2 separate regions of the Cricetulus griseus genome follow, and region 1 is linked to region 2. Evidence: chromatin contacts called from public Micro-C data. All regions are on one chromosome and are shown on one strand. The core of a region is the stretch at or near the end of the contact, and the rest is flanking DNA. Distances in the headings are between cores, read along the strand shown. Region 1 overlaps Ttpal (alpha-tocopherol transfer protein-like). Region 2 overlaps Pkig (cAMP-dependent protein kinase inhibitor gamma).

Region 1 (2,700 bases), core at 108-2,607, 100 kb before region 2:
TGTGTGGCTAAGGAGTCAGGTGTGTGACTGGACAAGACACGGACCTCAGCTTTGTCATCTCCAAGGTGAAGCTACATGGAATGGGGGTTATTGGGACTGCTGAAGTTGTCAGGGTTCCTGCTTGGAAAGATGGCTGTGTAGAGGTAGTTGGCTCTTGTTTTGTTTTGTTTTTTTTTTTTTTTTGTGGTACATACCCAAGCCTTATGTAAAGCAGTGTCACCATTTGGCCAGGCCTTTGGTGGTAACCAACTGCCTTTGCAGAATGATGGGTAAACTTGAAAGGGATGGCTTTCGTGAGGCTGGCCAAATCTTGTACAAACTCCTTCCACCTTGGAGACACTAGTAGTAGAAACAGCCAGAGTAATTTGCCAGATTTGGGCTTCTTCTATTTTTGTGTGTGGAAACACACTGGAGCAGGTTATTGCTGGTTTGCCTAGAGGCCCTGCCAAGTGTTTATCTATTGTGGAAGGACCAGTTGGCTAGAACATTAGTTTTGCATTTAGGCACTTTAGACACCTATCAAGATTTTAGCCTTAACCCAAGCATTGAGTGAAGTAATTTATCTCCTGGATTTTGACCTGTTTCTTTTGGTATTCATCGTGAATTATGATGTTAAATAGTGTTACATGCTGTTGGTTGTGTATTTACTAGACTAAGCAGGCTTTCCATACAGCTTACAGGCATGGCCTTGAGACTCAAAGGTCAGTCGATTGTTACTAAATTTCCTAAAACATCTACAGAAGTTCTTAATGGAAACTTAACATAAAGATGCCAATTATGGGGGACATTCTTTTCACCGTAGATGCTAATCCTTGATCTTCTAGGTCTTGACTAAGCTTAAGTGCCAAAACACGCCCCTCTTGACTGCCCAGAGACTATGGTCTATTGACCATAGACTCTGCTATTTGCTTTAGCTCCTGCCAGGTTTTCTGCCTAAAAAGATGGCCACCCACACACCTGAAAAGACCCGTGATGGCTCCGAACCCAGCAATCTGGGTGAGAGAATCTATTAGAAGCTTACTTAGGTCCTAAGGGGGAAGAGAGCACAAGGAAAACATAGACAAAGGGAAAGATTAATTTCTCAGCCCCGCCAGGCTCTCTGGTCTAAATCTTGTCATGTGACTAGCTAGTCCTTTGTGTGCTTGTTTACCAAACTTTTCTGGTTAGGCCAAGGGGGAGCTGTTCCCATCAAGCCTCTGAGAGCCTGGGTCTGCTGTCCCCACAAGCTGTTCTGCTTGCTGACTCTAAAAGGTCAGTTTTGGCACCTCCAGTTTGAAGCAGGCTGAGACCAGGACCTGCTGGTGCACAATAAAGCAGTTCCTGGGCTGAGCAGCAGGGGTGCAGCAGAGGAGAGTACATTGGTGGAGGCAGCAGATGAGCAAGAACTCAGGAGTATCTGACTTTAGGGAAAAGCTCTACCCATTTCACAGACAGCAAAATGAACTTTTCCTAAAATTCAAGGTTGTATGGTGTTGGGAAAAAAGCGATAGTGAAATAGAAGTGGGTTCCAGCTTTATCTTCCTCCATGGCCTTGAATGTGCCACTTGACACCCTTGATCACTGGAGAAAGAGGCTTGTATGCTGAACTCTGAATCCTGTTCCTAATTGGCTCTCTGGCCATAAGGACACTCTTCTTGCTTTCTAAAAGCAAGGTTATTTAAGAATGTAGGTCAAGTGAATTGTTGCTGAAATATGCTAGTTTAGGAATCTGGGCATTTTCTTCTCCTGATCAAGTTCGCTACAGACTTCCACTAAATTCAGTTCCCTGAAACCTATAGTTCCTTCATGGAGGGAGGAATACAGATAAAATCTACAGAAACAGCCAGAAGTGTTGGCTTCAGACCTTGGCTTTCTCTGGGCATAGGAGGGGTTTAGAGCATTCAGATTTCATCCTAGGTTTTTGTTGTTGTTGTTGTTGTTGTTGTTTTTGGGTTTTTTTTTTTGTTTTTGTTTTTGTTTTCCGAGAAAGGGTTTCTCAGTGGCTTTGGAGGCTGTCCTGGAACTAGCTCTTGTAGAGCAGGCTGGTCTCAAACTCAGAGATCTGCCTGTCTCTGCCTTCCAAAGTGCTAGGGGGCATGCACCACCACCACCCAGCCTCATCCTAGGTTTGTAAGCACCTCAAGTTACAAGGCAGTTTCTTCAGAAATGCAGGCATTCCTCTGACTATCTGAGACAGCTTTAGTATCCAGCAGGCAGTTTAGGCAGAAATCATGTCATCCTTCCGGTCATTCATGAAAATTGCTTTTTCATTTGTGCAGTAACAGCCACACTGCTGTTGTAGCATTATGACAATACCTCACCTTGAAGTCATGCACTTCAGGTTTTCCTGTAAAATCTCCTTTAGGAAGGAAAACATTAACTCAGTTGATGCAAGTGTAGCTCTCCGATGGTCATGCCAGGCTGCAACACCAATGGGCTGCTCAGGACAGCCAGCTATCTTGCTAAGGTGTCTCAGTATTGCCATCTGTTCACTTTGTTAAATGTCAAGCAAATTTTTCTGCTCTCCTGACTCAAATGCTCAGCTTCAAATGCAAAAAGCACGACCAAATACTTCTCCATGGGAGCTTGCTCCACAGGAAGGCCCCGTGTAATTTGCAGCTAGAGAGGACCACACGTTTACTGGTTTTCAATTACCTGGGGTCCTGTGTGTTTTCAATCTCACTGGAGGCTTTTCCATCAGGCAGTTAAGTGGTGGCTGCT
Region 2 (2,700 bases), core at 127-2,626:
GTGCCTGGTGATTGGCCTGTCACTCTTTACACTTGGTGGCATTTTCATTTGTATTGTTACTACAGTGTTATCACCATTACAGTGAGCCATTTACCTGTACTGGGGCTTTGAACACTTTCCCTAGAGGGAGCTGGAGGCAGAGTGACTAGCAAGCAGAAGGAACCACCTCCAGGAATTCCTTTAGCTGAGGCCCTCACCACAGCTAAGAAATCTAGACACGGTGCGCCATCTGCTGGATTCTGGAGGGACTGCCTTACACAGAATTCCTCCTCCCCCAAACCCCCCACCACCACCACCTATCCACACCTTCATTTTATAGGTGGGGAAACTGGCCTTTGCTCCAAAGAATAGGCTGGATGTACAATATGTACAAGTACATATGATGTGTGACACAATCCCTAAATAGTCACTGTGTCCCCTCCTGATATCCATGGCTCTCTTTGCTCTTGAGTGTTGTCCACCACAGGGCTGTAGTGTTCCTGATTTCACGCCTTTGTTCCCACTCCAGCCTCCTCTGTGCGCCTGCCCCACCTTTGCCACTGGAGGGCTCATGGGAAACTTGAAGCCAGCCAGGAAACTATCTAGTAAACAGTTGCTTTCCACCTGCCTGGTACCCAAATGCTCTGTGGGTCCTATTTCAGTAGCCATGCCTCTGTCCAGCTCCTGACTCATGTCAGAAACCAAAATTCAGCCAGATAGTGCCCACATACTTGTTCCTCAGGTTGTGTCTAGGATCTGTCTCAATGCCTGCTTGATCCCTCTGCCTTCTCACACCTGGCCTCCCAGAACCCTCCTAACTTACTTCCATCCAGGCCCTGCTCTGCTTGGACATTGGAATTGTCTTTGAAATGCACAGCTTGTTCTCATGACCTTATCTAAAACCGTCCAGGATATGGTCTGCCTCTGTCCACCCTCTGTCCTCGGTGTCACTGTCCCCTCTTGTGAGACCTTGCTGCTCTTCCGCTCTACCCCATTGTTTTTCAACAGAGCCTCGAGACTTTCTGTTCCCTTTCTTAGGATACTCTTTTCCTCTCATTATATTTGTAAATGTTACTTTGAGACAGGGTCTCATTCTATTATCCCAGAGCTCACTATGCAACTGTACAGCTCAGGCTGGCCTCAAACTTAGAGCAATCCTCCTGCTTCAGTCTCTTGAGTGCTGGGATTACAGCATGGTGTAAGCCACCATGCCCAGACTCTTCCCACACCATTCTTGGATGTTGACAGACATGGTATTTCCTGACCGAGTCTTGGTTGGGTCCTGGCCATCCCTGTGGCACCCTTGAAGCCCTGGACACATGATCATGACAGCTTGATGCTGAATTCAGTGAACTTTAAACTCTGAGAGGTGGGGGAAAGTGCTGGCTTGTTCTTTGCTCTCTCTGTAGCTCCTGGACTGTGCCGGGCACGTGATATGGTGAGCTGGAAGTGCTGGTCTTCAGGGCTACTTTGAATGAAGATGTAATGTGTGTGTGTGTGTGTGTGTGTGAGAGAGAGAGAGAGAGAGAGAGAGAGAGAGAGAGAGAGAGGGAGGGAGGGAGAGAGGGGGGGTGGGGAGGTCAGAGGACAATTTGCAGGAGTCATTCTCTACCACATGGTTTTCAGGGATTGAACTCAGGTCATAGGGTGTGGTAGCACGCTCCTTTACTCACTAAGCCATTTTCTGACCCTCACGCATGTTCTTTCTTTTCTTTTTTTTCTTTATTAAAACAAGGTTTCTCTACATAGCCCTGGCCATTCTGGAACTCACTCTGTAGACCAGGTTAGCTTAGTGCTCACAGAGACCTTGTCTCTGCCTCCCATGTACTGGGATTAGTCAGTCATCATCACCTGGCCATGTGCTGTTCTAGAAGATGTGGATAGTACTCTAACTGGGGCCACAGTGGTTTTGGTTCCCTTTGTCCCGCGCTTTCTGCTCAGTTCCGGTGGAAAAGGCAGTTGTGTCATTATGTCAGAGAATATCAGCACCTCACTTCTGCTCTCCTGCTCCTGTCCCCACAGGCCTGAGGAGCGATGCGACAGGCATGATGGAGGTCGAGTCCTCCTACTCGGACTTCATCTCCTGTGACCGAACAGGCCGTCGGAATGCAGTCCCTGACATCCAGGGTGACTCGGAGGCCGTGAGCGTGCGGAAGCTAGCTGGTGACATGGGCGAGCTGGCACTTGAGGGGTCAGGTCAGAGCCTGTGCTGAGCATCCCGGTGGGCAGGTCGGGAGGTGCTCTGCTAGCTCTTGCTAGTCTCCAGGTCTCACCGTTCCTCAGAGAAGTGTGTTTAAATGGGGCTGTCCATGGTCAGTAGCAGAGCCCAGCCAATGTCTAGGTTGGAGGATGCCAGCATCTTGGTCCTGGGGACTCTGGCAAGCATCTAGGATGTTTCCCTTCTCCCGCCCTCAGTCCAACAAGCCCTGTCAGGTCTCAGTGATACACCCTAACTCCCTCTGCCTCATGCCCCATCCTCTCTTCATCCCCATAGCTACCACGTTACCTGCTGTTCACCAGGAGTCTTTGCCCTTCCTGCACAGCAGACAGCAGGATTTCTTTAGCCATCCAGCCCTGCCAGGCTTCTGCCCCAGACTCCCTGGTAACACCTCAGAGCCAAGATGCTCTCCAGTGCTCCCCAGAAGTTATGCCCTGCTGGCCAGCCTGGCCTAGGGTTCTCCTCAGGCCTTGTTACCCATACCTTCCCCCACTCGTCCTTGT

What was found. Hi-C and Micro-C count contacts between places; a contact is called where the count stands out from the background.
Region 1: a contact with region 2 is called in a Micro-C map of the CHO-K1 cell line, with 5 times the contacts expected there. The contact joins two enhancer-like sites. A contact is called at or near these places in 6 of 8 Hi-C or Micro-C datasets (the CHK-Q cell line, the CHL-YN cell line, the CHO-K1 cell line and 2 more).

What each region holds. Positions count from the first base shown.
Region 1 is chr6:15,896,273-15,898,972 of CriGri-PICRH-1.0, reverse strand. It overlaps Ttpal (alpha-tocopherol transfer protein-like), which reads left to right. Exons shown (of 5, transcript XM_027423491.2): 5 at 1-2,700. Among named protein-coding and RNA genes, the nearest start is that of Ttpal, 14 kb to the left of the region's middle. Within about 2 kb of position 1,357, at least 1 of the 6 cell types and tissues checked has open chromatin away from gene starts, as enhancers often do.
Region 2 is chr6:15,793,632-15,796,331 of CriGri-PICRH-1.0, reverse strand. Pkig (cAMP-dependent protein kinase inhibitor gamma) reads left to right here. Exons shown (of 4, transcript XM_027423486.2): 3 at 2,002-2,175. The coding sequence starts at 2,025. Among named protein-coding and RNA genes, the nearest start is that of Ada, 31 kb to the right of the region's middle. Within about 2 kb of position 1,376, at least 1 of the 6 cell types and tissues checked has open chromatin away from gene starts, as enhancers often do.